2 separate regions of the Rattus norvegicus genome follow, and region 1 is linked to region 2. The links are chromatin contacts, called in public Hi-C maps. All regions are on one chromosome and are shown on one strand. The core of a region is the stretch at or near the end of the contact, and the rest is flanking DNA. Distances in the headings are between cores, read along the strand shown.

The links. A called contact is a pair of places that touch in the nucleus more often than the background predicts.
Region 1: a Hi-C map of hepatocytes shows a contact between it and region 2, with 2.3 times the contacts expected there. The contact joins the enhancer-like site here to the promoter of Cyp20a1 in region 2. A contact is called at or near these places in 7 of 12 Hi-C or Micro-C datasets (the A7r5 cell line, Schwann cells, frontal cortex and 4 more).

What each region holds. Positions count from the first base shown.
Region 1 is chr9:69,765,683-69,771,717 of GRCr8, reverse strand. No RefSeq gene overlaps it. Among named protein-coding and RNA genes, the nearest start is that of Ctla4, 45 kb to the left of the region's middle. Within about 2 kb of position 1,672, at least 26 of the 93 cell types and tissues checked have an H3K27ac peak or open chromatin away from gene starts, as enhancers often do. A contact at or near this core is called in the A7r5 cell line and hepatocytes, where this site is marked.
Region 2 is chr9:69,248,356-69,254,472 of GRCr8, reverse strand. Cyp20a1 (cytochrome P450, family 20, subfamily a, polypeptide 1) reads right to left here and starts at 4,600. Exons shown (of 13, transcript NM_199401.1): 1 at 4,480-4,600; 2 at 924-973; 3 at 89-255. The coding sequence starts at 4,551.

The DNA.
Region 1 (6,035 bases), core at 423-2,922, 520 kb before region 2:
TATACACATATATGAATGTACATTATATGGTAAGCATATGAGAGAACAGTGAGGCTTTGTCTTCTGAGAGGCTCATTTCACTTTGCATGATGATCTCCAGTTCTACATCTTCCTGAAAATGAAACAATGCAGTCTTCACTATGATTGAACAAAACTTCACCACATATGTGATGATGCATATCATATATATTACATATTACATATCATATATATCACCGTCTTTATCATCCAGTAATGAGCATCTAAGTTGGCTTCTTGACCACTGAGAATAGCGTATAGATAAACATGGATGTGCAGGTATCTCGGAGTTATGCTGACTTAGAGTCCTCAGTTACTCAGTCTGGAGTGGTGTGGCTAAAGCATGTAGGAACTGTATCCTTGGCTGTGCTTCTCTGGGAACCTCTGCACAGATTTCCACAGTCACTGCCCCGGTCTCCAGTCTCGTCAGCTGTAAAGAAGGACTCCTTTCTGCCACCCTCTCCTCCGGTCAGCATTTGCTGATTTCTTGGTGACAGGAGAAAGAAGGATCTCAGTGTTGTCTTATTTTGCATTTCCCCAGTGGCTAAGGATGCTGGGCATTTTCTCATTTATTCTCTGCCAATTTGTATTTCTTTAACTCCCTCTTGAACTGCAGTCATGGAACATACAGGGTGGATGATCTTCTCCATCCCTTAAGACTCTTTCCTTTTAAAATCCACTTCATCCCCCTCAAAGCCTCCCCAAATTTCCCTCCATTTGGTGCCTTTCCTTCCTCCATGGATGCTAAGAATATCATCGGAACAATAGAAAGCAGCGGTCACTCCAGCCTCTACCCTCCCCCCCCCCTTTGCAGTCAGCCGTGGGAAAATGCAAGCTTCCCTGGGCTTTTAAATGATGCCTGGGTCATTTAATGTCAGGGGGAAGAATTTCTTGGCTATTAAAAATACATTAACAACTGGGATCCAAGATCTGTGTCTCCTCATGCAATGACATCACTGTGCAATGCTCACCCCCTCCCATTTCATTCCAAAGATATAATTATTGATACTCACAAAAACTGTTGAATCTACAAAGCAATAAGAAACCGCTTTAGTAGGCACGAGGGAGGGAGGGAGAGAGAGAGAGAGAGAGAGAGAGAGAGAGAGAGAGAGAGAGAGAGAGAGAGAGAGAGAGAAAGGACACAACTAATTGATAAAATTCAACAATGGGCTCTCATAGCCTATTCTTACAGTTGCAATGAAGCACGCCGGCCAATAGATGGCAGGCACTGACTGCTCCACAAATGTCTAGTTCCCACCCACATTGAATCAGCCACGTCTAAATTTGCTGTGTCAGGGTGGGATTTTCAGAACCATCCATCCTTGCTACATCCACCAGACGGGTGCTGCAGTTTCTGTCTCTCCACAGCTGTATGGTCACAGAAGAGACCTTGCATTGCGACACATTAAGAAGCCCTTTCTGTTGTTGATGCCCAAGTCCTCAGACAAGGCTGAAGTTCGTCCCACTCTATCTACAGTGGCCAGTCTACGTGTTCTTCAAAATAATGCCCCCTCTTCCTTGTGTATGTCCTTGTCCTTGAGCTTCTCCACATCGTCCACTGTCCCCTCAGCTTTATAGCTCAGACCTAGCCATGATCTATACGGTTATGTTTGCCCTGGTGATGATAGCTTTCCAAGCCTGACCTTTGCCTCAGCACAGGGTGCTTGGTAGAACTAGATAGAAGTCTGCAATCTGTAGGTGAGGAAGAAGGCAGCATGGACTTAGCATGTTCCAGCCTTGTGATCCTGGGACAAAGATAAAATCCAGGGAGGAGCTTTTCAACACACCTGACTGTATCTATCCATTCCTCCTTTGTCTGTCCGAAATTTATTTTGAGTCTACTAGTTTTGTTTGGGAGTGGTGCCTGTTTTCTGCTGGAGTTCAAATCCAGGGCCTCACAAATGCTAGGTAAGCACCCTGCCCCCGAGCCACACACCTGCCCTTTGGTTCTAGTCCTCGGAGTTACAGCTGTGACACATTATTAACTGCGGCTGCGTCGAGAGCTTACATCATCCTATTGTCAACACCGCCAACTCCGCTCCACACACAGAACATTGACATGACGCCCAGATGTCGTTGCAGGAGCACTACTAACAAACTTGGCGTGACTCTAGCAAACCCGTGAAGTAAATTGTTGGTCTCGATTCCCAATTTATCTGTGAGGAAACCAAGGCACAAAGACATTAAATAATTTTGAGGAAAGCCACATGGATTGCCAGGATTTGTGCTGCAGTCACCTGTCCGGAGGCATTACATCCTTAGCAACTGTGCTAAGCTACACCGGGAACTAGCAGTGAGGCACAGAAAGAACTAACTCATCCTCTCTGCCTGTCAAAATGGTGACAGGCTGGCTTGAAGGTGAACGTGAGCTTTAGCTCCTGCCTGAAACATCCTCCTATGGGTCTTTACAAGTCCACACTGGGGGCTGGGGATTTAGCTCAGTGGTAGAGCGCTTACCTAGGAAGCGCAAGGCCCTGGGTTCGGTCCCCAGCTCCGAAAAAAAGAACCAAAAAAAAAAAAAAAAAAAAAAACCACAAGTCCACACTGGCCGAAATAATCCAGTACAGACTTGGTAAGGTTACACAAGCACGAAGGAAGGTTCCAAGAGCTAGGAGTTAATTAGCACAGGTCTCACTACCGAGAGAAGAAGGCTGGGATATGACACTGACTTAGCCTCTGGTCTATGCTTCACATTTTAAAACTAAGAGTAATTCATCATAATAACTACAGAATCTTCCAGGGGAATCTGCTAGACATTACGGGGAGCAGCTTTGACAACTGAGAGGGGCGTGGGGTCCCTCCAAAAACAACAGTGTACACCAGAGCTTCAGTGTTATATCAAACCATGCCTGTAGACACTAGATACAACATAAAATGTAAAGTGCGCTTGGCAGCTACTCAGGAGTTAAAAATAAAATTACCACATGACCCAGTCCACAGTATATACTCCTCCCCCAAATAGATTAAAACAGAGGCTTTACTTATATGTTAATATTCCTAGCAGCCTATGCATAATAGCCCCAAATGAGAAACAACCAAAGTGTCTCCCAACTGATGAAGTTTTTTCAAATGCTTTTTTTTTGTCTGCGTGACAGAATGCAAATTCCTGCTATAAAAGGAATGAAGTTCTGGTGTGTGGTTCAACAGGCATAGACTTAGAGAACACTAGACAAGGTAAAATAAAGAAGACATGGGAACCGTCATGGGTGTCCTGGTAGGCGGTAACAAATTCATAGAGACAGAAATAGAGGTGAAGAGTGTCTGAGAGGAAGGAGACTGGACACTGCTGTCTACTAGGCACAGAGGTACCATTTGGGATGGAGGTTCTGCAAACAGTAGTGGTAACAGTTACTCACGTTGTAAATGTGTTTAATGTCAATGAATGCTGCACATAAAATGGCCAAAAGAATAACATTTGTGTTATATTGTACCACAATTAAAAAATTAGTTTAAAAAGAACCCGAAGTATCTAGGACATTTCTTTGAGATTTTCAATTACTTAAGCCATATCCATTTTCTTCTTTTTCTTGACCAACGTAACCTTGATCTATAGGGGTAACATTGTGTCCCAGAGGAAAATGTTTTTTTTTCCCCATAGTCGCTGAAGGCAACAGTAGCTACATGTCCAGAGTGATATAAGCTTTCTAGGGAAAGAGGAGGGATTCTGGGGGAGTTCCTTGAAAATTGAGGATAAGAGACATACATTTACCTGGTGTACAGAAAAACAGATGGCAGAAAGAAAAGAAGCTGAAGGACCGGGGAACCCGGGGAGCTGCTGTGGCTTTTGTGGAATGCTGACGGCTGCCTTTGGAGTCCTGGAGAGGAAACACCCCTGGCTCCTGATTTTTGTCCCAGATGTCCACTGCTAAACACAGCTCCTAATCGGCTCACCACATCAGCCGCTGTGTTTGTTGTAGCCGCTGGTTTTGTTATGAGGGGCTCACTACAGAGTAGGGTTGACAACGTCAGAAAGACTTAGGAAACTGAAGACTTAGTACGAGTTAGTCATCAGCCTAATTGATACTTATTTGGAGCTAAAGAGCCGAGTAAACCTCCTTGCCTGTCTCTCTGCTACAGATGCAGTTCTAAAACACGGAGACACCAATTCCTGTCCCCTGGGGCAACCATGTTGATCGATGAGCTTCATCAGTGAGCTCAAGTGTGAAGACTCTGTTTTTGCCAGAAGGGAGAGACAAGGAAGTATTCTCTCCTGCTCCCTGCTACATCCAAGGGGAAGCCAGTGGGCTTCCTAACCCATGTCAGAGTTAAATGAACACAGCGAGGGGATAAGCAGACAGATGCCTTATTGTTGTTGGGATGGTCGATCCTCCACCTCACAGCACAGCTGACTTCCTGTTTCCTTGACCTTCACCTCTACTCCACCTTGCCAGTGACTTCCTGGTGTGTCCTGAACCTTCTCCACTTTCGTTCTTCAGCATCCTGATGCTGGAGGCATAGTGTCTATGGAAGCGCCCATGGCTTCAGGGAACTTCAACACTGGAGATGTTTTATATGCATACGCCTATTGGCCCAACAATTCTGTCCTTAGACATGAATCCTACAGAGATCTGAAATGTGCTCAATACCCATTCATAAAAGAATACTCTGTCCAGGGTAAAACCAACAACAGCAGCAATAAAGAAAACAGCAGGACTGGAGAAATGGCTCTCACTCACTTGATGCTCTTGCAGAAGGTCCTGGTTATGGGGAGTGATCTACCAGGAAAGCCAGGTTGAATGAGCATCCTTTGGAAAATCTTGATAGGTAGTATTAGCATATGGTTTATAACATAAGAACAAAAGCATACACTGAAAAGATACTCAGCTGCTGGGAACAGAACCCACAAGGCAGCTCACAACCTCTGTTCCAAGGGATTCAAAGCCCTTTCCCTACCTCTTGAGGTTAGTACCCTAACATATGCAAGTACTCAAGCTTATAAATAAAATAAATCTTAAGAAAACTCAAAAAATCATTTAAAAAAACATGGGGTTGCTGGGGTATGGTGATGCCTGTACTTCCAGTAATGGGGAAGTAGAGGCAGGAGGATCATGAGATCAAGCTCATCCTTGGCTACATAAAGACTCTGAGACCAGCCTGGGCTACATGAATCTTTGTCTCAAAGAGAAAAAAAATGTACTAAAGGATGTGTTGTGGTATTGTGATATGTCACAGAATCCATAAGAAAGTGATGGATCCTGTTGTAACTGAATTTATAGGCACTGCCATGAACACAGGAAACTCATCTTGGGTTGTCTGGAAGAGCAACAAACACTGAATCCTCTCTAGCCCCACCGTTCTCATCAGTAATCCTGAGGTCACCACCTATTAGACTCTAAAACTGTGCACTGAATGCTGCTCTCAGGATGAACCTGAAAATGCAGGTCTTTCCAGCTACAAACCCTCTCCTCTTCTCGAATTGCTTGGCAGTCTCTGTTCTCCCATAGCAAACCCCCAACAGCCCATTGTCCCTAGAGACAGTCACTTAACCTCCAGTTGAGCCTCCCCAAATTCAATATTTGCAACATCAAGCTTTTAGTGCAGCTCGAAATGCCCATTCAGTCACTTCCACCTTCCTTCTTCTTCCCCCTCTCCAAGGAGCAGCATTTCCAAGTTGTCACTATTGAGCTCCAGGACACTGTCCTATCCGTCTCTGTCCCCCAGTCGCCATTCACTTCTTAAGAACAGAGCAGCTGCAAGCACAAGGTCCTGACGATGTCTGTATCTTCATGGATCAAGAAGCTCACAAATGTTTATTACCCTCGTAGATTCAGAACTCTTCTTTGGGTTTTTGTGTTTAACATGAATCCCTGTAGATCCCAACACCTCAGGTCTGGGTTCCCATCCTGGATCCACCACTTAATTATTTGTCTTCTGATTTTGAAACATAGATTTAACCTTATCTACAGAAAAAGACATCATCAATACCTACTTCGCATGGCAGTTTGAAGAATGAATTCATGTGTGAAAGTTCATTGACTAGAATCTAAAATATTATATATGTTCAATAAGTGTTAGTT
Region 2 (6,117 bases), core at 3,351-5,850:
GCTATGCCCATCCAACAGCCTTCTGTCTTTATAAACATTTAGTCTTCGTAGGTAGGGGTCAGCTGAGGAGAGAGAAGATGTCACTTACAAGTCTTATTGGGGTTGAAATGCTGTTTCAGTGCATCAGCGGTGCCTAAGCTGACCACAAGACGCCTGCCAAACCAGAAAGAGACCACAGGCCCGTATCTTCCATGCAAATTAACCAGGAACTCATGCAAACTCCCACTGTTCACAATGTCTGGAAGATTACCATCTCTGAGAAAAGACAGATGTGGAATAATCAGTGTAACCAGGAAATCATAAAGCCATACGTAGCCGTCTCTGAGGCCTGTGTGGACAGATGGAGGCTCATAAACCTAAATTACGAAATACCCCAAACTCCGATAAGTTCACCGCCCGCGGCTTCTGTAATTATATTGAGATGTGGATTTTTCTGAGGACTTTGAGAATCATGAAAGTGTGTTGTGAAAACAAGGAACATGTGACATAATCCAGAACTACCCAACACCCATCCCACAGCCGCAGGCAGGCTCCCAGCCGGAGGAAACCTAGGGTTGGCTTCAAAGTTCTGTTTTCCCCCAGCTCATTTCTATCCTATCTCCAGCTTTCTCTGAACAGGAAAGGGGAAGTAATGAGTCGGTACCTTTCCTCTCATTTCATAACGAAGGACAAGGTGTATTTCCAGAGGTAAATTAGAAGTACAAAAATTCAAAAAAAAATGAGGAATTTAACGACACAGTTTAGGGCCAAGGCTGTGGTTCAGAGGCACAGCACTTGCTTACCATGCTCTGAGGCCTCGGGTTCAATCCCCAGCACCGTCAACAAAACAAACAACAACAAACCAACACAAAATCATACTTTTGTTTTGATACCAAAAAGGAAGAAATGTCTCTACTTCATAAAAAACAAACAAATGTCCTTACTTTTCTTCAGTTGGAGTAAGCCCTGGAATTCCTGAAGCTTGTCGGGAAGCCTAAATGGAAAACAAGAACAATAAACCAGACGGCCATTGCAGTCCATTGAGCTCCACCAAGACAGCGTCGGGGCACTTGAGAGCCGGACGGGCCCTGGACGACTCTGTGCCTCTCTGAGGAAAATCAACTGAACACGGGCAAAGGAGATCCTAAGAAGCCGAGAGGCAAAATGTCCTTATGCATTCTTTGTGCAAACCTGCCGGGAGGAGCACAAGAAGAAGCACCTGGATGCTTCTGTCAACTTCTCAGAATTCTCCAAGAAGTGCTCCAAGAAGTGGAGCATGTCTGCTCAAAGAAAAGGGGAAATTTGAAGATATGACGAAGGCTGGCAAGGCTCGTTATGAAAGAGAAATGAAAACCTACATCCCCCCCAGGGAGGCCAAAAGAAGTTCAAGGACCCCAGTGCCCCCAAGAGGCCTCCTTTGGCCTCTTGTTCTGTTCAAATCAAAGGTGAGCATCCTGGCTTATCCATTGGTGATGTCGCAAAGAAACTAGGAGAGATGTGGAACAACACTGCCTGGATGACAAGCAGCCCTGTGGGAAGATGGCCGCCAAGCTGAAGGAGAAGTACGAGAAGGATATCGCAGCCTATAGAGCTAAAGGAAAACCTGATGCAGCAAGAAAGGGGCTGGTCAAGGCTGAGAAGAGCAAGAAAAAGAAGGAAGAGGAGGACGATGAAGAGGATAAGGAAGATGAAACGGAAAGATTTTAAGAACCAAAGGGGATGGAGGAAACCAGGGAACAAGGCCTTCTGAGCACAGCTGGGACAATGCACAAACGACCTCACAGGAGGGGAGTGAAGCTCATTCACGGTCAGCATCAGACAGAGCCCCAGCTCGAGAGAAGTGGACACAAACTCCCCTCCCTAACCCAAAAGCTATCTCGAATTGATGACCACTTGTAAATGAAAATCTAGGCTTTTCAACAGTCTCATTGGAGAAGCGAATCACTCTGTGGGCCGAATGAACTGTTAGGGAGAAGGGCAAAACTCTGAAGACGCATGCGTCCTCAGTACCTCTCAGTATACTCCAGCTAGGACATCAGCTCAGCATTCCTCTTTGGAGCCGCTGCTCTCCGATTATCAATGCTGCTGAATTCTGGACCCTGAGCTTCCTCGGCCACACTTGGCTCGACTGATGATTCTTTGCCTTTCTTCAGTCTGACTGCTCCTCCCCAGGCCTCTTTCCAGTCCCCTCCTCCTTACCCCAACTCCCTCTTCAGCCTCTATCTAAATATGGAGAATTCAGGGCTTAGTCTTTGGGCCTCTTCTCTCCTAGATCTAAGTTTGTCAGGAGACTAGAACTTCCCAGCTTCAATATAATACATACATACACTGGCAGTCCCCAAAATGTCTCCAGTCTGGCTTTTTACCTTAAACCTCAAGACTTTCTTACTTTGATTATCGTACCACTTGGATGTCAAACAGCATCTTAAACCTGGCTTACACAACCCCAAACTTCTGATCTCTATGAAACCTCACTAACTCCCACCAAGATAAAAAGCAAAGAAAACCCTCCCTTTCCCTGGGGTCAAATCCATTCTTCCATCTACCCCCCCCATGTGTTTTCTTCCAGTTTCACTCAGGTTCACATTTTTTTTAAGAATTATTATTTTTTTAAAAGATTTATTTATTTATTATACATAAGTACACTGTAGCTGTCTTCAGACACACCAGAAGAGGGCATCAGATCCCATTACAGATGGTTGTGAGCCACCATGTGGTTGCTGGGAATTGAACTCAGGACCTCTGGAAGAGTAGTCAGTGCTCTTAATCGCTGAGCCTTCTCTCCAGCCCCTAAGAATTATTTTTATTTACTTATTTTATGTACATGAGTACACTATCACTGTCTTCATGACACCAGAAGAGGGCATAAGATCCCATTACAGATGACTGTGAGCCACCATGTGGTTGCCGGGAATTGAACTCAGGACCTCTGGAAGAGCAGTCAGTGCTCTTAATTACTGAGCCATCTCTCTGGCCCAGGTTCATGTTTTATACCCAGGCTCACTGGCTTTATCTTAACAATGTTGTAGTTCTCACCATGTGCTACGGCACCCGGGGTCCAAGCACACACCATCTCACACCAAAATGACAGTAGTTATCCTTCCAACTACTCTCTCTGCTCCTACCCCTGCCCCAGCCCCATAATTACGGTCCATTCTCAACACAGTAGCCAGAATGACTATCATAAAACTTACCTAATAATATTAAGATTGTTCTGAACTGAGGTCCCACTACATTGCCCAAGATGGCTTCAAGCACAAGATCCTCCCCGAGTAGCTGGGAATTAGACACGGCCAGCTCACAAATTAAAGTTCTCTTTTAAAGCCAAAAATTCTTTAGTTCAAAGATTTGCATTCATTTAAAAAGAATGAAGATTTTGCCACATATTTTAAAAATATTTTTTAGTATACAAATTTTAAAATTTAAGACAAGGGCTCATGTGATCCAGGCTGGCCTAGTTCAGAGGTCCTGAGTTCATTTCCCATTTTGGAAGAAATTCTTGAACTTTCCTGCCTCCACCATTCAAGAGCTAGGATTATAGGCCCCACACAGCATTCCCAGTTTTTCTTAAAACTAAAATAGCCACTTTTCTAATGACACCCTCCAGTAGAACGCAGACTAAACGTCCTTTGAATAGCTTTTCGGCCATTTACACCTATCTGTCTTTCCTGTTTGGTTTTACATTCGCTCCAGCCACATGGATCTAGCTTGCTAGGACACAGTTCTCTTATTCCCGAAGGCCTGAACTTTCACCTTCTCCGTATCAATGTTTTGTTTCTCATGAGTTCAGGTGTGGTTTCTGTATTAGTCTAACTCATCACCAGCTCTCAACAGGACACTTCTAAGAGGTGTCTCCATCACCAGTAATCTACCCGGGGCCGTTCACTACCTTGCAATTTTTCCATATATCCACCACACTTTGTAAATATATTCTTTTAAAGACAGGGTTTGATGTAGTCCAAGGTGGTCTTTGAGCTCCCATTCCATCCTCCGGCCTCTACCTCCCACATCCCATCCCATGCTAGGATTATAGATATAAGCAACGCCCGGCTTTATACAATACACTTTAAGGAAGTTTCCTTAACCACTAACTCCGGAGCCTTGACAGCTTCCCCGCTGAAAAGGACAGGTAGATAAAGTTTGCGTTGGCGAGCTCAGCTCGCCCATTCCAACAATGGTGCGGGGGCAGATGCAGGGGGCTGCTAGGAAAAGACCGAAGGAGTTCCTCCCCTGACGTGGCAGCAAACGGGATTGGGGTTTGAGGGCGTCAATGTCCCCAAAGGCACCCGAGGTAATTGAGTGCTGCCTCGGAAAACCGGTACCGCACACAAGGAACGCGGGACCCCGCCCAGGACCACAGCCCACGACCAGAGCACGCATGCGCACGGGGAACGCACGCCAGGGTGGCCCCACGTGACTCTCCCGCGAGCGCTCCCCGCAGACCGGCCGCCCGGGTCCTCGCGGCGCAGGCGCAACCCCGAATGTCGCCTCGGAGGTTACCGGGTAGAGGTACAGCACCGCTCCCACCAGCGCCAGCAGGAACGTCACGGCGAAGATGGCGAAGTCCAGCATGCTTCCTCCCGCCCGTCCGCGCGGTCGCCGGCTTTGCCCTCCGCGGTGGCGCCCGCGGCTGGAGAAGGAGGTGGCATCCGGATATCAGCGAATCGGAGCCGCGGTCGCCCCGCCACGCCTGCGCTGGGCGTCACCCCTGTTCTGTTGGCGACTGCTCCACAGGCCACAAGGAAACCTCCAGGCCGGGATCCCACCCTGGCCTGTCTAGAGGCAAGCTACCACACCAGTCCGCTTGCAGGAAGTGGTCTCAATACTACATTTCAGTGCGACTCACAACCCAAACCAGTCTAACCAGGACACCTGAATGGCTGAAGAGCTAGGCACCGTTAGATGCTCCTTATTGCTCAAAAACATCCAGTGAATGTGGTTGGGTTTTGTTTTTTGACTAGATAACACTATATATCCCTGTATAGCTTGGAACTATGTAGACCAGGCTGGCCTCGGACTAACAGAGCTATGCCAGTCTCTGCCTTCCTGGTTCTGGAATTAAAGGCGTTAGCCACGGTGGCAGACAGTGGGTAGGATTTCTGGCCACAGTGGCAGACAGTGAGTGGGTAGGATTTCTAGCTGTTACTTCCGATTTGCAGTACATTCCTTGAGTTTTTCAAGCTCCGTTTTTTGTTTTGTTTGTTTGTTTGTTGTTTGTTTTGTTTTTGTTTTCTATGTAAAACTGAAAGCCAGAGGCTGGGAAGGTAGATTGGTAGAGTGCTTTTCTAGTATGTACGAAGTCCTGATTCTGTCTCAACACCACATAACTTGGGGTGGCACACATTTGTAATCCCAGCATCCAGGAGGTGGAGGCAAGAAAATCAAGTGTCATTCCCAACTACATACCGAATTCCTGGATTACCTGAGCCCCTGCCTCAGCAAATCAAAATCAAATCCTTCAGAATAATACCATATAGAGTCACCAGTGGTAGGGTACTACTGGATGTTCTATGGTAAGCGCTGAGCAGTGAAAGCATTTCAAGCATTGATTGATCAGAGCATTACTACTATAATTTGAGATCCTTCTGTTCTATCTGACCCAGAAATTTTGACATGGATTAAGGCAAGGCAAAGCCCGCTGCTTATTGGCACGACATTTAGTGGAAGCATTCTAAAACAGTTTATAGACTGTGACGCTTGAATATCAAAGCTTCACACAGCAAGCTGGCGAGTCATTGGGAGTTGCATTTAGAGCTCCTATGATAAATGACTACGGCATAAGCAGGAACCACCCCTCACTGAAAAATGCCTTATCTTTTTGAAGCTGTAACAACACTTCTACTCAAGATTTCCTTGATTGGAAATCACCTGTTTTCCTCCTGAGACAAAGTTGTCTGTGCTGCTCAAGCTGACCTCAAACCTCTGATTTTGTCTTCGTTTACAAGCCGCTGGAATTCTAGCCATGCACCACCACACACAGCAAAAGCTGTACTTTTAACTCTGAATGTATTTCAACTGCCCTGAGTGTTTCAAGGGTTCGTTTCTAAAATCAATTTTAAAGACATTTCCCATCAAAATGACGATCCACATCTACAACAGACGAGATTTTGAAATGTACAATGTAGCTCTTTAACAATG